Linked DNA regions of Sus scrofa: region 2 is linked to region 1. A link is a contact called in public HiChIP or PLAC-seq data. All regions are on one chromosome and are shown on one strand. Each heading gives the region's core, a stretch centred on a gene start, on an enhancer-like site or on the middle of the called end of the contact. The rest is flanking DNA. Distances are from core to core; before and after follow the strand shown. Region 1 holds the start of ATXN7L1 (ataxin-7-like protein 1). Region 2 has its middle 15 kb from the start of SYPL1.

Region 1 (7,159 bases), core at 3,760-6,259:
GTGCATTTCTTCCCTCAGTGAGCTCCAAGTGCAGTGAGAAGACAAGTTCATGGGTGTCTTGAGTGTGAAGATCTGGGCTCGGACAGGGGACCTGGAGAGAGTTAGATGGACAGAGTAGAGCACTGGATGGGGTTGAAGAGAGAGCTCCGCATCCAGCAGTTACCCCTGCTGGTCAGGTCCCCCACCCTCCTGGGCCTTGGGTTCTAGGGCCAACCCTCAGGCCTTGCTGGCTTGATGTCTGCGGCTCCTTTCTCCCACACCTCTGAGAGCTTTCTGCTGTCCAGGGACAGAGCACAGCCTGAGGGCAGCGCAGGAGGAGCTGGGATATGTCAGGCTCATCTCGACTGGAGGAACCAAGAACAGCCTTTGTTTGCTCCATTGCCAGGCTGCAGGGCGTCTGAAGTTGCCTTACTGGCAGGGAGTAATCCATCAGCAGCATTGGTCTTGAAATCCCCCCAACTGAGCATGACGAGCACGCCTGGCGGAATCCAGGGCATGTTCTCACCAGAAGAACCAGACTCAGTTCTGGCTGTGGCAAAGGCACTGAAGATTTGTTCTGGAACAGTGAGCATCACAGCAACCCCACCCTGAGAGTACACACCTGTACCCCCAGCCCTGCAGCCTTCTCTTCCCATTCATTGATTGCTGGGTGCCTGAAAGGCATTCCACCTCATCTGGGCAGGTAGCCTGGGTATACCTGTTGGGGATTTCACCCCACCCCCAGCCCCAAATTCTCAAGGTATTGTGTAAATGTGAGACTTAAGGAACTCCTGCTTCAGAAATGCCTTTGTCCTCCTCCTGTATGCAGTGCTATTTTCAAGAGCTGTACTTAAGTCCTTCTGAGAAATTCCTGCCCCTCAGTCAAGATTTAGCCTCCTCGCATCCACCTGTGGGCTTCCTTGGTGCACATCTCTTACCAGAGCTTAAGGGCTTAAGCAATTTACCTGGGAAGTGTCAGTCTCCCCACCAGTCCCCGAGCATTCTCAAGGGCAGCGACTCTTCAGGATGGGGCTTCCATCACCTAATACGGAGGCTTCTGCCAATGCCAAGTTTCTGTGAATGTTGCAGTCTGTCCCAAAGACTCTTTTCTCAACTATCATCATCTTAATTGTTACGGTCTCAGTTCCTTCGGTAAGAGTCTCCTTACTTCTTTAGACCTCATCTGTCTTACCGAATTGTGGGGTTGGGTCATCTGGGGTCAGAGAAACAGTGAAAAAAATTGCTGATAGTACTATTTCTCGGGATAATAAAGTGTCCTTCTTCTCTGACTCAGGCATCTCATGGCTTCCACCAACATCCATGAGTTGTGGCAGGCTAAGTTATTAGCCCACAAGTAGGGTGAAATCACAGGCCCTTCACAGTTCTTGGCAGGTTGGGGTCTTGCAGTTAGAGGAAGCAGTGTATGCAAAGGCCCTGAGGCCGAGGGAGCACAGCCTATGCCAGGAAATCAGAATGACTGTGGCATACACGTGGGGTAGGGGGTTGCAAGCAATCTCTTCCTTCAGGGTTCTGCTCAAATACCACTTTCCCTGAGCATCCTATTTATCTGTCAGCTTTAGAGATCCTTTCAAGCATTTTGTGATTTGCATGTGAGGGCAAATCAGTAGTGTGGGGAGCTCATTGAAGAAAATAAGACCATGGGAGGCTGCAAGATGAGGTAGGAGACTGGTGAGTAATCTAGGAGGATAATGCTATCTGGATTTGGGACATTAGAGGTAGAGAAAAGGTGGATGAGCGTTAAAGCTCTTAAGGATATAGAATTGACAGGACATGGTGATTGATGGGGTGCAAACAAGTCAGAGTCACAGATGGCTATGGAGGTGACTAGGTAAGTGGTTCAGGGAGTTCAGGAGAAATGGGAGCATACTGTGGGAAGAATTTCAAAGAGGTAAAATCTTGACTTAATATTATCTGCAAAACTGAAATAAAGGCCAGGAAGCATTGCTTGACGTAAATCCACCTGCAGTAGTCTGTTGCTGGTGCCAGGATCAGAATGTGGTTGAGCTATCTAGCACCTGTGGCCCTAAGTCAGGGAGATGGTTTTTCTATATCACAAATGGAAAACGTTTTTAATTCTATGTAATCCTATTCATACTGTAAAGCATCCATCACAGGATTCAAATGAAAGAGGTAATCACCTAATTTTGCTGAAGAACTTCACACAGCCTTGATTCCTGGTGACCACTTGGCATTCTCATAGACCCCATCTCCCACCTAAGCCCCTTCCCAGACATTGCTGATCTCTCAGGCAACACCATTGAAATATGGAGAAATGGCTAATGTCGGACCCCTTCTCAGGCAACCCCAGATTTCAGAAGAGAAAGAGAATCCTCTTTGACTATGCCCTATGTGCCAGGTATTATGTGAAGGAGTTTACATCCATTGCTTCATTTAGTCTTCACAGCAACACAGTGAGATAGCAATTGCCTTTTCCCTTTGACAGATGAGGAAACAGAATTGCAGAGAGGTTAATCAACTTGCCCAAAGTCACATAACAGGGCCAGAATTTGATCTTAGATAGTTGGATTCTTTCACCTCCAGTATAAGGCCCTTTTTTTTTTTTTCTTTTTAGGACCCCAGTTGCAGCATATGGAAATTCCCAGAACTGCAGCTGCCGGCCACAGCCACAGCCACAGAAACACCGGATCTGAGCCACATCTGCAACCAGTGAGTGCTGCAACTTGCGGCAACTCCCGATTCTTTACCCTCTGATAGAGGCCAGGGATCAAAGCTGCATCCTCGTGGATGTTATGTCAGATTCTTAACTCACTAAGCCACAACAGGAACTCCCATAATGCCTTGGGTAAGCATGAGCAGATCTCCTAGCCTGGCTCACACTTGTCTGTAGGGTCTAAAGAAAAGTGGTATCTTTCCCATCACTCTGGAATTCCACGGCCTATAATAACGTTCTTGTATGGAAAATAATCATAGGACTTGAGGCTCAATTAACACCAACTCAGAAACACAGGGAGCTCAGTGTTAAAAAGCTTAAGGGGACACCAGTGTCTGGTAGTGACTTCCACAAATCTGCAGACCCAAAGGGAACTGCTCAAAGGCACGGAAACTCTTCTAGCGCTACCTAACTCTCAGAGGGGTCCTGGGACAGTGGTTAGTGCCCAGCTGATGAGGAAGGCGCTGTGGGGAGTGTCAGCATCACGGGGCTGGGATTAGCCTGCCCCTCCTCCCCAGAAGCCCTGCCTGTTTTCCTCCCATAGCAGAACCTGCATAATTGCTTTCTTCCTAATTTCTCAGGACAGTGAATCAGTCTACCTTCCTGTTTACCTAGAAGAAGAGCTTATTTAGATAAAAGCCTCCAGGGAAAGTCAAAGAAAATCACTTAAAACAAGAGACTTTAAATGAAACTTGCATGTGCTGTGCAGAGTAATTCGCAGTTGGCACGGGGGTGCTTCGAGGCTGGGAGTAGCCTTCCAGTGGGGTGAGCAAACAAGCCACAGATGGTTCTGGAAAGAAGCCCTGCTCATCCCAGGACACTAGATTTCAAGTAGGAACAGCCAGCCCTGGAGGCAGGGGGAGGGGCCGGGGACAAGGGTGAATGAGTCTCTCTCCCTTTGCTTCAGACTCAGCTCTCACATACCTCAGAGAGTCCTAGATTAAGTTGCCCAGGGAGACCTTGTCACCCATGTCACAAGCCCAGGGAGACCTTGACCCAGGCCACTCCATCAGGAGGCCCCTCATCCACTGGAGGTGTCAGACTGCTGTAACTAAACAGGACCCTATGGGGCCCTCCCAGGACCACCCCCCTCCCAATGCCCTCTGCCTGCCTCTTGTTTGTATAAAAGCCATAGTGTCCCAGGTCTCCCTTGAGTCATAAAAGCCTGGCTCAAGAATTAATTTGAGGGTGGGGTGGGCACACCTGCAGCATATGGAAGTTCCTGGGCCAGGGATAGAATCTGAGTTGCAGCTGTGGCAATGCTGGATCCTTAACTCACTGCACCAGGCCAGGGATCAAATCCACACCTCTGCAGCTACCTGCGTCTGAGCCACTGCAGAGACAATGCCAGATCCTTAGCCCACTGTGCCCCAGCAGGAACTCTATGAGAATTAACAATTGGAAGGATGTGAACATATCTGACAAAAGTAGCAGTTGGGCCAGGAGAAGTGGTAACAATTTAAATAGCAAATCAGCCATATGGCAGTCACAGAATCTTTAGTTCCTCCCCCAAGTACCTAGATAACAGTATCTGGTGCACATTTCCTGAGCTATGCTAAAACCCCCACCAAATGGAAGAAGTTAATTATGTGATGACCATGAGCACATAGTCCCCAGTCTGGCTGGAGCCTAAGGATTGGTAATGTTAACCCCTGTGACACCATCCTGTTCACTCACCATCAACCAATCAGAGAATCTCGTGCACAAGCTGACCACATACCCTGCAACCCCTCAACTTGCCTTTCAAAATGCTTCCCTGAACTCTTCCAGGAGTTTGGGGGTTTTGAGCATTAGATGCCCTGGACCCTTGCCTGGTGCCTCACAATGGAAAGCCGGTACTTTCCTCTACCACGACCCCCTGTCAATAGAATGGCTTTACTGCCTGGAGGCAGTTGGACCCCAGTTTGCTTCTGTAACACTTCTTGCTTTTAGAACAAAGGGCAGGGGTCAAGACTGCAAAGAGGGAGCCCCGTGAGGACAAGGGCTACAGGAGAGTGGATTCCACAAGTTTCTGGATGGGAAGGTCCCAGATGGCCAGACCCAGAGAAAATGGGGGCTCCCAGGAGGCGTCCCCTCCAGTCCAGCCAAGTGGTGGCCACCCAGGAGCAAGCTCAGGCTCTGGCAGCCCTGGGCGGTTTTTCTCTTTTACAAAAACGAAAGGGAGAGAAATGGCTCTGAATGCTGGCCTGGCTCCCAGAACCCAGGCCGCGGGGGGGAAAAATGGAAACAGCTGCTCACCAGAGGGCTCGGGCTCTGCTGGAGCAGATCTGCGCAGACTCGGGTGGGAGGCGGAGCCTCAGGCGCTGGGTCTTTCAGTGGCGACAACCACGCCCACTTCAGCCCTTCAGGCCTCAGCTCGCACGTGGTGAGTGTAGCAAGATCCCTGGGCTAGCAGTTCAAGGGCTGGCTCAACTAACTAGTTTGCTCATCAGAGCATGAGTTAGTGACTCACGGTCCCCAGGGCCCACTTGGACCCTCCGAGCCTCAGAGAGCTTTGGCTGGGATGACTCAGACCGCTCTCTCGCCCTGGTCCTCGCCGTCTCCATTGCCAAGAGCACGGAGAAACACCCCCTGCAGGGCGCCACCCGCCCCCACCTAGATTTGCCTGCCGCCCGGGAGGCCTCGCCTTGCCTCCTGCAGGTTTCAGGTCCTCAGCGGTTCCTGGACGAACAGGTACTTAAGCAGTATTTATCGCTTGGTTAATAAAGAGCCCTGGTCAGAGCTGGCTTTGGGGCCCACGAATCCGGGTTCCTCTTGGAGCTGCGTGTCCCCGCCTCTTCAGGGCTCAGCTTTCTCGGGTGTAAAATGTGGCTAATACTTCACAGAGCGGATGGATGGGTGCGTTAAACCGAGGAACATATGGCAAGCGGGAGGGGGCCGATAAATGAGAGTTTTCTTTTCCTGAGCGACTAGGAATCCTTGATCACTTCCCTCCAGAAGGAGGGCAGGAAGCCAGCTGAGCCTGTCGGGGCAGGGGCCTTCTTGGTTTTTAGGGTTACATCTGTCACCATGATGAGAGCGGATGGCACATCTGCAGGGCTCACGCTTAGCTGGGGGTAAGGCCTTCTCCTGCGGCTGTTGCCCCAGAAGGGGGGCGACAAGGTGAGCCCCGCCCTCCAGAAGCATCTGTTCTCTCAGCCATTCACCCCGCTCCTCCTCCACTCCCCCAGCTTCTCACCTGTTGGCCCTTTGGAGGAAGGGGAGGGCTAGGCCTTGCAGAATAATGCTTCTGGAACAGTGGAGGGTTTTCAGAGCCTGTTGAGGGGAGCAGGAATTTTAACCCCTGATTGACCTAAATATACACAAGCCTCAGGGCAATTCCTTCTAGTGGGACTCCACATTTCAGTCACAGCAAGGCTGAGGGAGGTGCATATCACTTTAGAGTTTACCCAGCACACTCAGGTACATGATTTCTTGTGATGCTCACCACAAATCCAGAAAGCAGACAGGCAGGGAGTCCTGTGCTTCTTTTTACAGACAAAAGCATTGAGTCCCAGAGAGGTTGAACAGTTTTCCCAAGGTCACACAGCTTATTACTGGAAAGACTGGAACTCATTCCCTCTAGACTTGGTGCTCTCCAGGCCAGGCTGGAGGGAGCCGTTGTTCAGCCTCATGCATTGAGTTTGGAAAGATATTTTACACACACACACACACACACACACACACACACCATGGGCTAAAAGGCACCACCATGCAGGGCCTTCTGCACAGAAGGGGAGCACTGGTCGTTTCAGCCCCACCTGAAAATTCCTTTCATCATCAGAGGCTATGCGCCCCCTCCCAGCTGCCGTGTGGTCCAGGGGTGACCTCCTCACTGTGGTGCCACCCGGAGGCTGCTGTGTGAGCACTGAGGAGGGTCAGGCAGAGCTGGGGACATAAGAACAAAGGACACTGGAGTCCCACAGCTTAGAGTCAAATCTTGACTCCTTTTCTTAGCAGTTGGGTGATCTTGGGAAGCCCCTGAACCTCCCCGTGTGTCAGATCTACAAACATGACGATAATAGTACCTACCAATGGGTTGTTACGTGATTTAAATGAGGCAATGCATGTACATCACTGGGCGTGATGTCTGTTTACAGTGGTTGCTCAAACCATCGTGGTGGTCGCTCAGTGGCTGGTGAAGTTGACTCTTCTCACAGTTGTGGCGCTGGGCACGTAGACATCCTTCTCAGGGCTGCTCACCACGCTTCACATGTCTTAAGTTTCACTTGCTTTTTTTCCCCTTTTTTGGCAGCCCCATAGCCTATGAAGTTCCTGGGCAAGGGATCAGATCTGAGCTGCACTTGCAACACATGGGTGCAACTGTGGCAACGCCAGATCCTTAACCCTCTGTGCTGGGCTGGGGACCAACCCTGCAACCCAGAGCTCCAGAGACGCCTCTGATCCTGTTGTGCCAACAGTGAGAACTCCCAGTTTTATTTTATGTCCTATCTCCCCGGCTGGAATATCGTTTCCATGAGGACAGGGCTTTGTGACAGCTTTGTTCAG
Region 2 (6,568 bases), core at 926-3,425, 75 kb before region 1:
TAGTATCCCTTCCCCTTTCTCCTGGAAACAGCTCCCACTGCCCCTTTGGGAAATAAGTGCTTGCCCCTCACGCAAAGTTTCTGGACTTGCCCAACAAAATACCCTGCCTTGTACTGGGCAGAGGGATGGTCACATGACTCCAGCTAGGCCAGTTGTGTCTCTCTGGCCCTCTCCATAGCAAGTAAATGTCAACTTGCCTGGGCCATGGGGTGCCCAGATAGTTGGCCAAACATTATTCTGAGTGTTTCTGCAAGGGTCTTTTTGGATGAGATCAACATTTCAATCAATTGGAGTAAAGCAGCTTGCTCTCCACAAGTGGGTGAGCCTCCTCCTGAACAGAACAGAACAGAACAGAACAGAACAGAAAGACCTACCCTCCCTGAGTTGAGAGAATTCTTCAGCACACCGCCTTTAGGCTTCATCTGCAGTGTCACCCTTCCTTCCTGACAGCCCTTGAACTAGAACACTGGCTCTCCCTATGTCTCCAACTCCAACCTGCCAACCCACCCTGCAGATTGGGGTTGCCAGCCTCCATAATCGTGTGAGCCAATTTCTTATCATCAATCAATCTCTCTCTCTCTGTCTCTCACTAGATAGATAGATCCTATTGGTTCTGTTTTCCTCTAGAAAACTCTAATACATCTCCCTCTGGATTTTTTTTCTTTTCTTTTCTTTTTTTTTTTTTTTTTTGCCATTTCTTGGGGCGCTCCCACGGCATATGGAGGTTCCCAGGCTAGGGGTCGAATCGGAGCTGTAGCCACCAGCCTATGCCAGAGCCACAGCAACACGGGATCCGAGCCACGTCTGCGACCTACACCACAGCTCACGGCAACGCCGGATCCTTAACCCACTGAGCAAGGCCAGGGTTGGAACCCGAAACCTCATGGTTCCTACTCAGATTCGTTAACCACTGAGCTACGACGGGAACTCCTCCCTCTGGATTTTGATGCATGAGGACAGACACTCAAAAATATGACTAGTTAGAGAGCATTCATTCCTGATGGATCTGTCAGGGACCGAGTTCCTGCTACCTTTCCCCTCCAGAGGTGCTCTCATTCTTATCCTTTTCTGATATTGGTTCTCAGTCTTCCTAACAATTCTTCAATCCACCCTATGTATAACCTGCAAACCTTGACTCAATATACTCAGTAGTCAATGCCTATTGTATATTCAAGGTATTGTCCTACTGGAGAAACAGCAGTGAAAAGCTAGCCCCTGCTTTCATGGAACTTATCTTCTAACAATTGTTCTTAAGTAGGTGAATTCTTATTAAAGAGTTGGTTTCTGTTGCTTGCCATCAAAGAACCTTGTGATACTAACATTTTCCCTTCAGAGAATGCTAACTCGGTCTCTTCTCTGGTTCATTTTGGATAAGCCAGATGCCAGTCCTCTAGGAGAAAGCAGGGGGAAAGATCCCAGCTCTGTGCCATTCTGGAAAGACACTTCTCTGTGATTATCCCACAGAAAAACATGAGACCCAACCACTGGGCTTGTCTAAGTTTCTCACTTTAGAATAGTGAATGGCTCAGCAGGAACACTTCATCAGAATGACTTCTCGACTTGAGGCCCTCCATTGAAACCGTCCTCTCCTGCTCATAGCCTGAGAAGATACACCACAATGAGCATTACATAGCTTGTACCTCATTATGACTAATTTCAAGTTTAACCTTCCTCAACAGAAGCCTTTTTAATGCCGTCCCCCAAGGCCCAGAGGATTTTTTCTGGGATAGGCAGGAGACAAGAGGAGGGTAGCTGATCGGAGTGGCCAGACATAGCTTTCTCCTCAGGTAGCAAAGTTATTAGACACAACAGCAGCTCTATCTTGCAGCAAGTAAGCGTGCTGTTTGCTTCACTGTAGCGGGCTCAGTGACAGTGGCTGGGAATTGTCACAGTTGAGTTTAGCACTGCTGGCAAACTTTGGAGCCAGCTTGCATAATGCAGTGTCTAAAGAATATGATTCCAGTTGAAAAGAACATATTTGCAGTTAAAAATAGAACTCGGTCACCTAACAGCTCATACATAAACCGTGAGGCTGGGGGAGGAACAAAATGAAATAATAGTCACTGGGGATTCCTGAACACCTGCCCCTGTCACTCAGAGCCTGTACTCACTGGGAATTGCCAGCACACGGAAACCAGCCCTACCCTGAAGTCAAATGGCAAAAATAAACAGAGGTACTGACTCAGATAAATCAAGAAACATGAGTGCACCTTTAAGCAGGCAGCAATTCGGGTGGCCTCTCCAGGCCAGGCCTCCTCAGAGATTTAGCTCTATGTTCTAAGAGAATTAACTGCTGTTGATCCAGAGGCTTGAAAGCTGAGACTGAGTTAGGTCTCAGTTCTACCCACAGTAAAGTATGTTTTCACTGTACACGTATGTGTTGTGCTCTGTACAGAACACACCAAACATGGTCGGTCCCTGGCTCCCTCTAAATAGAGGCGGGGATCTCATGACCCACTGCTCAGGCCAGTAAAGAGCTAAGAATTACAAAAGGAAGATTTGGGCTTCCACACCAGGAAACACACTGAAACAGTAGTGTAGGTCTAATTGGAAAGGCCATCCCAATAAAGGAGTAGAAATCTCTCGCCTGAGTGCATGTCAAACTAAGCCATCAGAACAGTCGATACTGTATATACTGCCAGAAAAAAGGATGCAGGAGAATCAGAAGGAAGCTGCTTCCTACCCCAACCCTGCCCTGAGCAGCCCTCTGGCCTCAGCAAATTGCTTCTCCTTTCTGCACCTCTCTTCCCCTCGTTAAAATCAGTCTGTAATGCCTCTTTTCCTTTCAAACTCACCAAAATGGTGGAGAGGTAAATTGGATGCTTGTGGCATTTGTTTCTGAGTGTGAAATTCTAGAGCAGCAATACTCTGCTTCACCATCAGCTGGGGAGTTTATAAGAATTACAAGTACCTGGGATTACAATACCAGAGATTCCTGGGTGGTGGATCCCAGGCACGGGTGGATGGTAAAAGCCCTCCAGGTGATCCCAACGTATAGCCGGGACTGAGACCCAGGAGCCATGAAGAGGAGGCAGAGCCTCTCCTGCTGTCCCCAGGAATAAGCCCACGTGGATGTGGGGGCACTCACCTCCTCCAGATCTGCAGAGGGTTTCCTTTCACAGGGTTGGACAGATTGTTTCTTTCCCAGACCTTCTCACACCGACTTGCCCCACCCCTCTACCAGCATAGACCAGCAAGGGAATGAGCTAAGTATCTTGAAAAGGCAACCAGGAGTGCTTGGTGGTTTTTCATTGAGGCAAACCCCGAAGGAGTGCTTCAAGGTATTACGGCCTTTACCTCCAAGAAGTTTATTATTAAGGGTTTACTCAGCACAGGAGCATTTGTATCCAATCAGAGGATCTGACAGTCCACAGTCTGTGATGCTGTGTTCAGAACAGGCACACATGACTGGTGACGCCACACCCACTGCTGTGCCATAGGCCATTAGTAAGGGATGCCTGGGCGCTAAGCATCTCATCTCCCAACAGTACTGATTCAGGGTAGAAGCTCCTTAGTGGGGGACTGACTGCCTCCATGTGCATTGGTCAACCCCGTTTTTCCTGTCCCTGCACCAGGCTCCAAGCCCCTCCTGACTAACACATCCACATTGTAGCTGTGCTTAAGGCAGTTATGTTTCCCACCAGAACAAGTCCTGGAGGAGCCATTGTTCACTCTGTCTCCTCCTGCCACCTGTAGTTCAGTTCTTTGCCCCTGAAGGCACCCTGTGTGCTTTCGCTCTGTTGAGTGGATCTTTTGGAAGGAGCTGGAAACCTTGAAAGAGAAAGCAAAGGACACAGCAGGGCCATAGAGTGGAGTGATTAAGAGCTGGGGAATCAAACAGGCCTGGGGGTGAAGCCTGTCTCCATCACTTCCTAGCTGTGCACCCCGGGATAACATACCTAACCTCTCTGAGCCTCGGTTCACTCAACTGTAAAGTAAGTCTAGTTATAAAGTCTGTATCATAGGACTGGTGCAAGGATTAGATGAGCTGTACCTGGCGTGCTGTGACTACCCCAAATGTCAGCCACCATTACCACTGTCGTTAATTAGGAATGAAGGGTGCATGGCAGACAAGTGGCATTTCCCCAGAATCAATTGAATTGTGGAGCAACAGGACTTGGGGTGAGAAAACCTGAGTGTAGACCCATTCCCTTTCTCTATGATTTTAGATAAGTCACATCACCTTGTTAAGCTTCGGTTTCCCCAGTTGCAAAATTGTGATCATAGTAATACAAAAGTAATACCTACTTCACAGTGACTGAAAGGACTAAATGCAATAATGTGTGTAGATGTGCTTTGCAAACTACAAGGAGCCATATAATATCAGCAGTTATTATCCACATCCAATCCTTAACATCTTCTGGGTTTAGTCCTGACAGTTGACAAAAGGAATAAATGGATTGTCTAAGATTAGAAATGGAAGAAAATGAGGCTCAACCCTCAGGCCTTAGTAAAGTCCAGACCAAAGGGTGGGCCCCAGAGTGAGGAGTCTGATTAAAAGGAGCTCCTGTACTGGGCTAGTTTCATTCCTGAGTGAGCCCTTCCTTTGATTCCGCAACTGCCTGCTGTTTACTTACCATATTACCTCATATCTTTACAAAAGATGGGATAACACCATGGGGCAAAAACCAAAAGAGAAGGCAGAAAATAGCATCATGTATGTTTCTTCCCTTGAGAAGACTTTTTCCTGGCTCTGAGGGATTTTGTGTTTTTTGTCTGTTTGTTTGTTGCTTTTCAGGGCTGCACGTGCGGAATATGTAAGTTCCCAGGCTAGGGATCAAATTGGAGCTGCAGCTGACAGCCTATGCCATAGCCACAGCAATGTAGGATCTGAACCTGCATTAAGCAAGCCAGATCCTTAACCCAGTGAGTGAGGCCAGGGATCGAACCTGTATCCTCATAGATGCTTGTCAGGTTTGTTACTGCTGAGCCACAACAGGAACTCCTCTGAGGGTTTTTTTATGCTTAACTTTTTTTAAAAATATTGCGTTCTGAGTGACACTTTTCTAATATTTTATTTTTGGGGGGTTCTCCCACTTCTCCCAACTCCGCTAACCTACACTAGTTTCCACAGCTACCATAAATTAACATTTCTCATCTAAAAGTTAAAGGCAGGGAGCAGCTATGCCAGCAACAGAGGGGGAATTTAAGGTCTAAATGTATGTTGCCACCTGGAACAGGCCCTGATGGCTGCTACCAAAGCAGTCCTCCAGTGTGGAACAACAAAATTCAGCCAAGGGAAAGAAGTTCCAGTCATAAAACTCCAGGCTTAGCTCTTAAGGGCCCGAGAGGTATTACAGGAACAGGTAGAAGTAGTTTCTCCAATAATACTGTGGTCAGGGGGTGTAAGTCTTTAAATTACTACCTGCTCCCTTACCCACTGCCCACTGGAGAGAAATTGGGGCCACCTGGGTGTGTGGATATAGGATGGGAGCCAGGAGCAGGAGGCCTGAGGAGATCTGCAGAGAGCGTTCACGAGTGCCACTCCTCCAGAATTTTTGACATGTTTGTAGAGGTCACCAGGTGAACTACAACGGTAGAGAGGTAACCTAGCGATTAGATTAGGAATGTTCTCTGTCTTCAAAAAGCTCTGAGGAGTGTCTCAGAGTTGGAACGTGTGTAAAATATGCACTGATTAGGAGAGCCTCTTTTGAGACCTTCTTTCAGCCTCAAGTAACTTCATTTTACCACAAATGAGAAAAGAAATTAAGAACAACAGAGTTCCCATCGTGGCTCAGCAGAATCAAATCCGACTAGGAACCATGAGGTTGAGGGTTCTACCCCTGGCTTCGCTCAGTGGAGTTAGGATCCGGTGTTGTTGTGAGCTGTGGTATAGGTTGCAGATGTGGCTCGGATCCTGCGTGGCTGTGGATGTGGTGTAGGCCAGAAGCTGTAGCTCTGATTCGACTTCTAGCCTGGGAACCTCCACATGCTGTGAGAGCAGCCCTAAAAAGAGCAGAAAAAGAAAAAAAGAAAAAGAAAAGGAAATTTTTAAGTCACTAATGCCTATAAAATTAAAACTTCCACTTCTCCAATATTACATTTCACCAGTTAAAAAGCAATGTGTGTTTATTTTAGTCAGTGACAAGTAGTCAAACACAAGAACCTATGGAGGTGTTAAGAAAGGTACTGGCACTTTATTGTGTAAGGCAGGCAAATCAGGGAGTGTATATACTCAAATGACTACTGACCAATGGGATCCTGAATTCAAATGATGTCCATCAGTTATCAAGGCTGACCTAGTCCCCCTTTGAGGGGTCCTAGACATGTAAAGGAATGAGGTGGAAAGGTGGCCAGGGGAGCAAGTCATAAAGGCATTCATCCCCGAAAGGTGCTGGAAATCTGCCCTTGGTCCCTATGCCCAATTCTTGCCACACTGGTAAAAGATGCCTTCAAACTTCTGTGGCCAGCTCTGCCTTCAGCTGAAGCAAATGTTGGACAAACATTTGAAGAATATCATTCTAAGAGGGTGGCAAATTTTTTGCTTGCTTGAAGCATCCATCATTGTTTGGGATGCTTCTTTAAACCCAATAGTGTTTCAAACCAAGAGCGCAGAGGAGAGGTACAG

Evidence for each region. HiChIP or PLAC-seq counts read pairs in DNA pulled down with a chosen protein or histone mark.
Region 2: a contact with region 1 is called in an H3K27ac HiChIP or PLAC-seq map of skeletal muscle. The contact joins the enhancer-like site here to the promoter of ATXN7L1 in region 1. A contact is called at or near these places in 1 of 5 promoter capture datasets (liver), 35 of 47 Hi-C or Micro-C datasets (adipose tissue, alveolar macrophages, blood and 18 more) and 2 of 2 datasets of contacts at active chromatin or transcription factors (alveolar macrophages and skeletal muscle).

What each region holds. Positions count from the first base shown.
Region 1 is chr9:105,923,485-105,930,643 of Sscrofa11.1, reverse strand. It overlaps ATXN7L1 (ataxin-7-like protein 1), which reads left to right and starts at 5,009. Exons shown (of 18, transcript XM_005667724.3): 1 at 5,009-5,344.
Region 2 is chr9:105,996,593-106,003,160 of Sscrofa11.1, reverse strand. No RefSeq gene overlaps it. Among named protein-coding and RNA genes, the nearest start is that of SYPL1, 15 kb to the right of the region's middle. Within about 2 kb of position 2,175, at least 9 of the 83 cell types and tissues checked have an H3K27ac peak or open chromatin away from gene starts, as enhancers often do. A contact at or near this core is called in fetal skeletal muscle and skeletal muscle, where this site is marked.